Linked DNA regions of Mus musculus: all the other regions are linked to region 3. The links are chromatin contacts, called in public HiCAR-type and promoter capture Hi-C maps. All regions are on one chromosome and are shown on one strand. The core of a region is the stretch at or near the end of the contact, and the rest is flanking DNA. Distances in the headings are between cores, read along the strand shown. Region 1 holds the start of Boll (boule homolog, RNA binding protein). Region 2 holds the start of Rftn2 (raftlin family member 2). Region 3 holds the start of Kctd18 (potassium channel tetramerisation domain containing 18).

Evidence for each region. Promoter capture Hi-C pulls out the DNA fragments that hold promoters and counts their contacts. HiCAR-type assays count read pairs that join an accessible place to other places.
Region 1: a promoter capture Hi-C map of pre-B cells shows a contact between it and region 3, with 4 times the contacts expected there. The contact joins the promoter of Boll here to the promoter of Kctd18 in region 3. A contact is called at or near these places in 2 of 39 promoter capture datasets (hippocampal neurons and pre-B cells).
Region 2: a HiCAR-type map of astrocytes shows a contact between it and region 3, with 5 times the contacts expected there. The contact joins the promoter of Rftn2 here to the promoter of Kctd18 in region 3. A contact is called at or near these places in 1 of 39 promoter capture datasets (the C10 cell line), 1 of 115 datasets of contacts at active chromatin or transcription factors (astrocytes) and 2 of 9 other capture datasets (adipose tissue and liver).

Annotation. Positions count from the first base shown.
Region 1 is chr1:55,361,853-55,365,789 of GRCm38.p6, forward strand. It overlaps Boll (boule homolog, RNA binding protein), which reads right to left and starts at 1,901. Exons shown (of 11, transcript NM_001368767.1): 1 at 1,447-1,901. The coding sequence starts at 1,467.
Region 2 is chr1:55,224,702-55,228,551 of GRCm38.p6, forward strand. It overlaps Rftn2 (raftlin family member 2), which reads right to left and starts at 2,081. Exons shown (of 9, transcript NM_028713.1): 1 at 1,420-2,081. The coding sequence starts at 1,558. It overlaps Gm10561 (predicted gene 10561), which reads left to right and starts at 1,916. Exons shown (of 4, transcript NR_166489.1): 1 at 1,916-2,049; 2 at 3,795-3,850.
Region 3 is chr1:57,968,790-57,972,929 of GRCm38.p6, forward strand. Kctd18 (potassium channel tetramerisation domain containing 18) reads right to left here and starts at 1,295. Exons shown (of 7, transcript NM_001159864.1): 1 at 1,232-1,295.

The DNA.
Region 1 (3,937 bases), core at 651-3,150, 2.6 Mb before region 3:
CAAACACTGAGAAAATGATTTTAAAACAACCAAATCACTTCAGTCCCTGTTTTTAAGGCTCCAGTGTGGATGTTATGGCTTTCTTTCTTATTTTCTAAGATACCACATATATACCTGTAATATATTACTATGCTGTAATATTCATGAAGACAGGATGCTTGCCTATTTTTTTTTTAACTCACTGCGACATGCAAAACAGAAACATCGCATAGCAAGTGTTCAGTGCCTATCTATCTGTTGACTGTATAAACCAGGTTTCAGGAGAGACCTGCTTGGTACTTGGTCAACATTTGGGTAAGGACCGAAGTATCAGTAACATTCTAGAACCCATTTTATGGTTAGAGGCAACAAGGCTCTGACAGAGGTAACATCAAGTTCCTTCGAGGTTAGCACTGAATTTGAGGAGAGGGAACCTCCCACTGTCAACCATTTGAAAGCATGGAGCTAGGAGGCTGCCTGCTCCAGGATCCTTAGTCTGGACCCTCTGCTTCCCCGTAAAGCTCGACCACCAACGAGTTTCTTAAGATGCTCTTCCAAGGTAACATGGCCCTAGTGCCGTCTCCTCTGAGGCTTAACCTCGACCTCGAGATGGATCATCTTTGCAAAGACAAAGGAAGAGGTGGGCTAACCGTCGCAGTCACCGCCTCGGTGCTCCTTCCCCTCGGAGGCCAGCAGGCTGAGGCGATGGGGCAAATGGCCGGATTGACAACGTCCTCGGGTTCTCTCGGGTCATCGTGGACCGGGACACCGACACGAGGGTCTCCCCCCTCCCCACCAAAGTGCGGGAGGGAAAAGAAGGCCAGCCAGCGAGAAATTTTGTCAGGCAAACCCGCCAGCAGCGGTGGCGGGAACCCTCAACGGCACCTACCACGCGCTGGCCGCCTCGTGCAAGGCGGGGCCGCGGCCTTGCGTGGGCGCATGCTGATTGGCTGGCGGCCGGGCACGGGGCGGGGCGCGGCACGTTACCAGGCTGCACTGGGAGGGCGGGGGCGGTGGGGGCCCCTAGGCCCCAGCCGGGCCCAGGCCTGACAGGGCAGCGCGCGTAGCTCAGGCCTTCCCGGGCTCAGGCCTTGCCCCGGGTCGGGGCGTCGACGACGGCCGCGCAACTCGTGCCCGCGAGAACGTGTCCTGAAAAGGGCGAGCCGTCGAGGGCGCCGCCGTCCGGGCGGGAACACTTGAGGGCGGCCGCTCGCTAGGCATGTTTGGCCGATGGCCGTTTCCCCCGAGCTGCCCGTCCGCCCCACCGAGGGCCAGCGCCGCCTCCCCCACCCCCAGCGCCCCTTCTCACACAGCCCGAGGGGCCGCTCTCCTCAGCGGGGCTGCCCGCTGCCCTCCCGCGGCGCGTTCCTTCCCAACCCCACAGCAAGGCTTTCGACTCCAAAGTCCACTCTTTCCAGCCCGTCCGAAGCCGGGCCGCGCAGAGTCCGGCCGGCCCTCAGCACTCACCGCCCGGGACTCGGTCTCCATCTTTCTAATCTCCGGAGTTCGCGGGAAGCTCAAGTTGGAAGGCGCGTTCGCAGGAAGCGAGCCGGCGCGTCTCCCGTCGGGGACTCGCTCCCCCTGGCGGCGACGGCGGCGGCTGCAGTGGCGCAGTCTCCGAGCCGGGCGAGCTGCCCTGTGGGGGCGGGGGAGGCGGGCTGCGCGGCGGCGGTGGCGGTGGCGCTGTGCGCAAGTCCCGGGGCCGCCGGGGCGGCGGCACGGACGGCGCGCACCGCGACTGCCAGCGGCGGCAGGACGGACGGCTGGACGGACGGACGCGAGCACTGCGAGCGGAGGGGAACGCGCCGCGGAAGGCAAGAGCGGCGAGCCTTCCCTGCCCTGGAGGGCCGACCTCTAGGGTCTACTACAGAGAGTGGCCTCTGGGGACTTCCGAAAGCTGGCTCGAAGACAGGAAGACAAGTTCCCACGTGCAAACTCTGCTCCCCCTTCCGGGCGCCACACACAGAAGCAGCGGACGCCTCTGCTCTCAGCACCTGTCGCTGTCGCTGTCACTCATCCCTGCCAGGGAGGGCGGGGCAGCGCAGTTCAGGCCCCTGGTAGGCTAGCTGCCCTGCGCTCCTGGCTAATAATGCATATTTCATCTCAGCACTTGGGAGGCAGAGTAGGAGGATTTCTGAGTTCAGGGTCAGCTTGGTCTATATACCGAGTTCAAGGATAGTTAGTTTAAGGGCTACACAGTGAGACCTTGTCTCCCTCCCTCCCTCCCTCCCTCCCTCCCTCCCTCCCTCCCTCCCTCTCTCCCTCCCACCCCCACTCTCCCATAAAAGAACAAACAAGCAAATAAAATAAAAGTAGGAGAGAGCCTAAGGGAAGGGAACCAGCTTCATTAGACTTGGCCCCATAGCTTTGGGAACTCCGTTCAAAGACTCCTTTGCAAGGACTTTTTAAAAAGTGCCTGAGAGCCTACCTTCTCTCTTAAGTAGTATGTAATTTCTGTTAGATAAATTCATGTAATAAGGACTGTCATTATTATAAGCAACTATCCATCATACACATATCTTGTTTCCGGTGCAGTGCTTTATGGTCATTTCTACTGTAAATAGGTGGCTAAATACTTGGGTCAAAGTCTAAAGCTGTAGCTTTAACCCTAGCGCTCTGCAACCCCGATTCTTCATCTCAATGGGCTGGCTTTTAAGGGCTTTAAGCCATCAGATCAGTATCAGCAACTGTAAAAAGTTACATAACTTGTCCTCAGAGTAAGCAGCAACAATATTAATGTTAATATGTCCAAAGGTTAGTTATCAAGAATAAATATCCAAAAGCTTAGTTATTTACCAAAAATAAGATGGGAAACAATTTTTGTTAATTGTAGAAGCATCCTAGCAGTTGGAATACTTTTCTGCATACAATTTAAACTCATTTTCTCAGGTTTGAGTTTCTGTGGAAAAGGAATAATACACAGATGTGTATTCAGATTTAAGTACATATTCTAGAATTGATTTTTGGGCATTCTATCCCTCCAGTTGTAACTAAGGATTTGATTATTATTTGATTAGTGCTCTTTTCTTCTGAAGTCTTTTTCTTTCCTACTAGAATAGTTACTTTTGAAGGGAGCATCTTCTAAAAAGGCCACTTGTCACAGGAAATACTTGGTCTGACATAATGAACAAACTTGAGGGAACAGTGACTGTGTTAGGGAAGATAGCTACACTCCTCAGTTCAGCTCCTCTTTTACTTCTTATCCAAAAGGAACTTAAAAAATACTTGGCTGAATCACACAAAATTATATTGGATCAACTTAGTAGACAGTACAGTTCTTATGCTCATAATGGGATATGCTGCTGGAAGGCAAAGTTCAGACATTAGTCCTTGTTGCCAAAATATTTAAACTCAACTGGGGTCTCTTCTCCAACTATGATCATTCAGTTCCCAGATAAAAGACGAAAACTCTTTACATTTATGACAAACCTTATATACTAGAGCTGGGCAGTTACTAATACCCTCTACGGTATTAGTATCCACTTCCCTATCAAATATCCCAAGTTATAGCTTGCCATGTTTCATTTGGATAGCTCTTAGCTCCAAATGACCAGCCCTCATGACCATGTTTTCATGATTCACATACCTCATGCTGTCTTATCTCTCTCTCTCCTTCATACTCATATTCCTTCTCCAACCCCAAGCCCAAGAATTGAAACCCCACCTACCTCTCTTCTTCCTATCTATAGGCTGTCAGCATCCTTATTCAGCCAGTAGTTTTAAATCAAAGAGTAAGGCCATAAAGCATCTCTTGTCCCTGAGTCAACCATAGCCGGTATTTAGTATTACAGTACATAGCAACAAACCAAACCTCAACAAGTCCTCAAGACATCTGAATGTTGGAGAAGCCAGGGATGGTTGTGTGTGACTGTATTCCCAATTGCCTGTGAGGCTGAGGCAGGAGGATCACTTGAGCCCACAGTTTGAGACCAGTCTGGGTAACATAAGATATCATCAA
Region 2 (3,850 bases), core at 831-3,330, 2.7 Mb before region 3:
AGCCCTAAGGTGAGCTGTGCCTCAGGATCCTAAGGTGCACAAGACAATGGTTCTAGCCTACAGCTTCCGGGATACACAAGAAAGGCATGCTTTCCCACCCTGTGCGTTTCTGCCCTATCCAGTCTGTATTGGTAAGGACGAGAACCACACTGTAGAAGCTCCCTGTCTCAAAGAATTTTCCCGAATGACTTTTTAAAAAGGCATATAAAAATTCATGACTTTTTGGCTACTTTTCCATCAGCATTAACTCAATCCACTTTAAATTCACACAACAAAGAAGAACATTGAGAATATTAACTTTTCTTCTTTTGGCAGCCTTGTCCTTACTTGGATTCTTTGATCAAAAAAAGTGGGGAATATGTTCGAAGCACAGGTACAGATCTTCTGTGTCTCTGAATTTTACTTGCTGGCCAGCTCAGTTTTTAACAAAGAAAAATGGGCTGCTCTTGCTTCGTGCACAAAGATGCACTGTTTTCAGGGGGAAGGCGGCAGTGGTGGTAGGGAGTAAAAGCATCTAGTTGGATGCGCAGTACAGTTTTCAATTAACTAATGGGCTGTAGAATCAAAGAATTAAAATAGGAACTTAATACTAGTATTTGGAAAATTCAGCAAGCAAATTTCTCTAAATTTAATTTCTTTGTTTTTTTAGCACATCATAATTACAGACGCAGTTCGCTTTAAACCCTGCTATGTCCTGTGTCTCAGGGACTCTGAAGCAGTATTCAGGGTTTCCAGAGAGGAGGGAGGCAAAGACTTGGGTCAAGAGGAGGCACCTCAGCCCCTTCCCTCCCTTCCCTTGCTGGAGCTGCCATCTGGGCTTGTTTGTTTGTGTTTTCAACTTTTTGGAACAGAGTTTCTCTGTTAGGGACGGAGCACCCAGCCGAGGGAGTGCCTTCTGTAGGCTACTTTCCCCCATTAAAACAAAACCAAAAACAACTAATTTCTTTCAACCTTTAGTTTGGTCAAACCTATCACATGAGCAACACACAATTCAGCACACTGGCCACCTCAGAATTGCCTTGGCGGAGTTTTCCACAACTGCATACAAGTAGCACTGCCCATAGCCCACAGTCCCTGCCTTTCAAATCTTTTCAAAACACAAGCTGTCATTAAGGCTCCAGCAATTTGGCCTAGAAATCAAACATTTGTCCCATTTGCTTTAAAAATAAAAGGAACATTTCCAAGTAGTTTTCTTAATTTTGTATAGTATATATAAGCCATGTTAAAAAAAAAAAAAAGCACACAAAACAAAATACAACCCAAAATCTCCCCAAATATAATTAAGAAACAAAGCGTCATTGTTAGATGGACCAATTTCATTATGGAAAAGAGCTTAAGACTCCACAGGTCCACACTTCAGAAACGTAGTCTTCTCTTATTTTGGAGACAGACACTAGCTACAATAGAAATAAGGAGTACCTTGTAAAGTAAAGTCCAGCAGGGCGTATTCATAAGCAAATTCTGTCTTTGTTTCCACTTGCGGTCTCTTCAGGGTAGAAAATATTTTTCCAGGGCTGCTTTCATCAGGGTCTTCCAGCTTCCTAAGTCCGCACCCCATGGCAAAGTCTGCAAGGAGTTAAGATTGCAGGGGAGAGCCGGAGGAGCAAGCGCGGTCAATTTTGTTGTTTAAGCTGCGAAAACAAAGTTACAGACTAACTGCTTTGATTTGGTTTTCAGCGAAATGACAGATAGCCAGAAAGAAAGCGGCGGGTCCAAGGCGAGGAGCTGGGGACTTTTATCCATTCTTCTTTAACGTTACTGTTACTGAGCCTTAGCTCCAGCTCCCGGAGGCTGGGCTCGATCTTTGAGGAGCTCGTGAGCTGCTGCAACTTAGTGGAGAATTTCCATGCCACGTCAATTTACAGCCAGCCAGCCCCCGACCAGAGTTCTGCGGCTCAGGGCACCGACGGGCTTTGTCTCACCCAGTTGGCTGAATGGAAAAGAGGTGTCCAGAAACGGAATTAAAGACAAAAGTGCAACTCTGGTGTGATTATCTACGGATAGAAGATAAAGTCAGTCAAAGTGATGCGGTTCTTTCTGTTTCTTCTGGTCAGTCCTGTGCTTCCCGGCTTCTACCGAGGAAGCAGAAGGGAGGGGGAGAGGGAAGGGAGGGAGGAAAGGAAGGAGAGAGGAAAGGACAGAGGGAGGGGGAAGAGAGAAGGAGAGAGAGAGAGACAGAGAGAGACAGAGAGAGAGAGACAGAGAGAGAGACAGAGACAGAGAGACAGAGAGAGAGAGAGATAGATAGAGAGAGAGAGAGAGAGACAGAGATTGTTTCTTAACGTGTTGGAAACAATATTAATTCCAGAAAGGAAGTGAGCTTTCTGAGGAAACAACAGAGGGGAGAGGAAGAGGAAGAGGAAGAGGGAGAGGGAGGGAGGGAGGGAGGGAGAGAGAGAGAGAGAGAGAGAGAGAGAGAGAGAGAGAGAGAGACCTAGAAAGTTCTCAGTCCTAGGTGGAAAACTTCTTTCCACACAGCGGGTTTTTTTTTTTTTTTTTTTTTTTTCTGGAAAGATGTGCTGATTAAAACCACCAAGTATAAAAAAAGCACAAAAACGTAAGCTATTTCATAAATACTTGGGGAAGAAAGAGTGAATGTGGTCAAAGTACATTGAATAGATATATAGAAATGTCACTATGATTTTAATTTTTCTTTTGTTCAATTATCATGCACTAATGAAAAAAGAAAAAAACAGTTAAAAGGAAAAACATCCTATGTAATTGCAAAGATGAGACAGTTACAGAGGAATTAGTTCCCTCCAGCATTCTTGGTTTGTTATTTTATTTATGTATGTGCTTGTGTGTGGTGCAGGGACCCTCCCCCAGAGGAGGGGCGTCAGACCCTTTGGACCTGGGGCAACAAGTGGCTATAAACTCCCTTGTGAGTGCTGGAACCACACCTCAAAAGCAGCCAGTGCCCTTGGGTTAGGCAGCTCACAAGCCCAATGCTTTTGACTTAAAACACCCCTATTAGAGGACTTAGTACTGCCTGACCACAGTGCTATGGGTCTCAAAATGGCCTTAGTTAAAAAAAAAAAAATCAAATGTAGATAAGTTGACTCCTTTAATCTTATTTGTAATGTAAATGGTAATTTGCTGCATGCCGAGGTAAAGGGTGGTTTACATGGAGCCACTGCAATGCACATTTATTGTTGTGCTGTGCACAATAGGATGTGTGCTCCAGCCACTCAGAGGGAGGCCTGGAAGCAGGCTGCTTGTGAGTGCAGTCTCCTCATGCTTACCACAGAGATGCTCTTGGGCAGGTTACTTGACTTCTTTGAGTACCAACTTCTTTTCCTCTTAAACTGTCCCTAGTGGGACATCTGCCACAGGATGGCTTTCAAGACTGGGAGAGAACTGGTGTTCTGCCCTAGCACCCGGCCTGCAGAGAGCAATGCTCCTATGAGACAGAGCTGGCGTCAGGATTGGAAGGAAGTGATTTCGGCACCACTTCAACTATTTACAAAATCAACCCTGATCTCCTTTGAGAACCTGGAGAGTGCCAGTGGTGAGGAAAAATTCAGCCCATTAAATTGTGCACATGAAAACCCTGGAAGGAGCGTGTGGGTTATTTAGTCTGTGGATCACTGTCATCTTTTGCTCCGTACTTCTTTAAGTATTTTACTTCTCAAAAGCATTTTGTATAGGAGAGCATTCCATGGTCTCCATGTTAAAGGATGGGCATAGTCAGCGGAAGGGAATTCTGGGTAAATTAGATGAATCAGTAGACAGAAAGAGTGACTCATATCATTACAAAGATTAGTGATTGCCATATTTCATGTTCTTTTTTGTAGAATGGACTGTTGTGCTGTTATACAGTAGCAATGGAATCTTTGCTGGTCACTGGCAC
Region 3 (4,140 bases), core at 45-2,544:
AAACTTACTGCTAAACTCAACTGAATCCATGCCAATTCAGTGTTACTAAATGATCAACTAAAATCCTTCCCCACAGACACCAACTTCACCATATGCCATTATGAATCTGAGAAAAGGACAATAGACAAAATTCATTAGGAACCCAACAAGGTCCAGGCCTCCAAAAACACTTACTGGCGTGACCTCCTGCTGCCTTAAAGTCCTGGAAGTAGCACTCTAACCAATCATGAAGCAGAGCAACCAACTGGTTCACACTGTTCACAGACACCTGCTCTCTAGAATTTTCTCATGTTCGTACATAAAGATTCATCTCTTGCAAGATCTTTCTGCGCGGAATTGGTACCCCTGCACAACAAACTCTCATACAGATCTTACACCATGTGTTTAAATCTCTATTTTTTTTTAATTTTTATTTTGTCCATAAGCCCAATAAAAGCAAAGGCACTGCCATTCTTAGTAATCTCCATTTACTGAATGCTTATTGTGTATCTGACACTGTGAAGAAACATTACCTAATTCATAGAAAAACTTTATCATACAAATTTTACTGTCCCTACTAACACAGAACACTAGGGGCAAAAAATTCACTGATGTGTGTGGTGTCTACACAGACTTGCCTGATAATAAGCAGTGGAGCCTGTCACAACCCAGGGCAGCCAGGTGAACCAGAAGGGCCAGCTTCAGGTTCTCACGGATGCTCCCACAGACCATCCCTTTAACACAACTTCCACCTGGTTTAGGCCCTTCACTGACTATCAGCTGCCATTTGGGGACCGCAGCCCAAGGCCAGGCCCCGTGATGACACTCCTCGATGCACCCACTGAGGACTCTGTTGTGAGAAGGCAGGGTTCCCGCACGATGCACCAAACCGTCGAGGATGTCTGCTGAAAAGGCAGACTCCCGGCCACATCAGGGTCTGATTCACAAAGTCTGAGAGGTGGGGACGGGCGCCGACTACACTTTTGAGAAACACAGCTCATGGGGCTCACGCCCCTTCGCCACGGCTGGACAAAACCGGGAAAGATGGGGAATCACCAGGCCCCGCCAAAGTCTTCCTGGGCCAGCGGACCCCAATTCGGTCTACAACGAAGCCTGGTACCCAAAGCGCCCGTTTCATCAGAGAGGCCGGCCGGGGCCTCCCTCAGGATGCCCCGCAAGGCTTCGGGGCCCGCCACCCACCCGGAGCCCGGTTCCTCCACACCGGCGGGCGGAGCGGCGACTGCTTACTGACCTGCGGCCGCCAGTCCCTGGGCGCAGCCGCCCAACGCAGCCGGGCCCGGACGCGGAAGTAAGCCGTCGCCTACTCGGATGCTCCACGATTGGTAGAGCGGAGCAACCCGCGGCGCCCCCGTGCGGTCCCAACGTGCAGTGCGCCAAAAGGGAGGCCTCGCCCCGGACCCGCCCCGCCCACGGGACGGCGGTGGCCACGCCCCAAGAACGTTCCTGAATTTTCCCGGAGTCTAGGCCCCTCTGGTGGAACAGGATGTTTTCCAGCCCCAGGGGAAGCTACTCCATTAACATATTAGAACTTGGATCTACCCATTTGCATAGTTTGTGGCGTGCAAAGCTTTTCCACAAGGCACACTTTATACCTGTAAAAGATGGTGGTTGGTTTCTAAAAATATTTATTAAATCTTTGGAAATTTCATACATCAGAATTAAGATGGTAGTTTTATTCTTGTTACAGGAAGGAAAACCGAGGAGGGAGGACAACCCTCCATTCAACATTCTTGCACACCCAGCACTGTATTAAGTCGCTTGTAGAACTATTTAATTTCTTCTTAATAAAACCCCCATAACACTTAAATCTTCCAACTGTATAGGGCTATGTATTTCAAGATGAGTGAAACAGTCCTGTTTTCCGGGCACTTCGCTCCTTACTAGATTCTAAAGTCCTCTTTTACAGGTCTTAGGAAAGAAGCCAGCCAGAAGTATGGCAGCCTGCCCTTCAGCTAAAAAGTCTTGGGAGACAGGGAAGGTTTGTTCAAGCTGCCGTGATTTCTCACAGGATAGAGACCAGGCTCTGAGAATGGAGCGCTGGCCAAGACAGTGTCAATAGTTTACATTTTAGTATTTTTAATCACTGTAACCAAAAGACCTGACACACACAACTTAAAGGAGTGAGGGTTTATTTTGGCCCTGAGTTTCAAAGGTATCAGTTCCTAACAGCAGGGAGCATAGAGTCCCAACCCATGGGATGACGCTAGCCAATTCAAAGTAGTATTTCCCTAACAGTAGTCCTCTCTCCAAATGCCCACGTAGACACATGTAGGCATTTGCCTCACCTATCTTATCTGGGAAAAAAAAAATTCTGCATTTTAAGCATAGCTGATCGATCAGCTTTCCTAGTGTGGTGTGAAAGTAGACATAGACAATGAAAGAAACTGAATTGAGCAGTGCTGTATTTCAGCTTTATATGGGCAGTGAAAGTAAATTTTCTTATTGCATGAGTCAGGAAATATTCTTCAAAATGAGATTTCTTTTTTTTTTGTAACATTAAAATATGTAGTATGTATTCTTAGATCATGGACTGTAGAAAGCCCATGGCTGCCTCCTCTTCCTCCTCTTTGGGGCGGGGGTGGGGGTCAAAACAGACACCAATCAAAATAGTTACAGAGGATAATGGCTACCTCAGAGTAGAGGCAGGGCAACGTTGAGTTGAAATGAATGAAGCTTGAATGGAGAGTCCCTCACTGGTTGGTAGGACTTCACTCCAAGAGCTAAAAACGTGAATGTGTTCACTTTCTGAAGAGACTCAATAATAATATTTTAGGGGAAAAAAGAACTTGGAAATTGGTAGAAAGAAAAGAAGCTAGTATACCTGAGGCTGGGGTAGGCACTGGGATATAGGGAAAGGAGAGAGACACAAGCTGAACAGTTAGGTTTTTAAAATCTTTTTTATGAATGAGGGCTTTGCTATGTCAGCTGGGCTAGCCTGGCGCTCACTGTCCTCCTGCTGAGTGGTGGAATTACATCTGAACCAGCTGAGGCTCTTGTCTTAGTTTAAGCATAACAGGAAACCATTCTGGGCTGAAGCAAGGAAGTAATATGGGGTGTGTGTGTCTGTCTGTCTATAGACTGAGATAAGAATTTACGGGAAAGGTATACTATTGAAGCAATTAAGTGTTGTAATAATCTAGAGGAGAAGAGTAATAGCTTCTATCTGACCTGTGATGGCTACAGAGAAAAGTAGATGGATCCTTGCTTGCCTTCCTTTCTTTCTTCCTTCCTTCCTTCTTTCTTTCTTTCCTTATTTATTTATTTATTTATTAGTCTGTTTTTTTGTTTTTGAGACAGGGTTTCTCTGTATAGCCCTAGCTGTCCTGGAACTCACTTTGTAAACCAGGCTGGCCTCAAATTTAGAAATCTGCCTTCCCTGGCCTCCCTAGTGCTGGGATTAAAGGCGTACACCACCACCATCCGGCCGGCCGGATCCATGCATTTAATACACTTAGAAAACAAAAATGACATGAAGTCAACTAGTGAATCACCCAGGATGTTTTTAGTTCAGGTCCTTGAACAAGCATCAGACAACAGGATGAGATTAGGTAGGCAAGACACTCACTGAGGACAAGCCTGTGAGGGAATGATAGCAAGGCATGGAGGAGGACCTGAGAGAGATTAAACTGGATGCAAGCTCAATCCCAAAAGAGACCAGGAAAGGAAGGCTAGGAAAGGCTGTGTTTGTGGTGCAGTTCTTAGAAAGCGTCAAACTGGATGTGATGACTCACACATAGAAACACAGATTTGGGGGACACAGGAAAGATGATAATCATAAACTTTTAAGTCAGCCCAAACTACACTAAGTTACAGGCCAAGATGGGCTATGCTATAAAACCAAACAAGAAAGTTTCAATAGACCAGTGAAAGTCTCCAAAGGAGTGTGTCTTAGTGTCTCTGCTCCATTCAATTGCTGGGGGTTGGAGGGGGCAGTGTGGAGGAAGTACTATAGCATTGAGCACAGGTAAGGATTTCACAGCACAGCAGCTAGGCTGGAGCACTCAAGAATGCTCCCAGCAGCTGGAGACTGGTATGCTGCAGATTCATGACTGCCACATAAAGGAAATAAAGGGAGGGGGGAATTACGAGATTACCTTTGGGAGTGCTAGCTTAAACTGAACAATGGCAAATTTCCTAGGA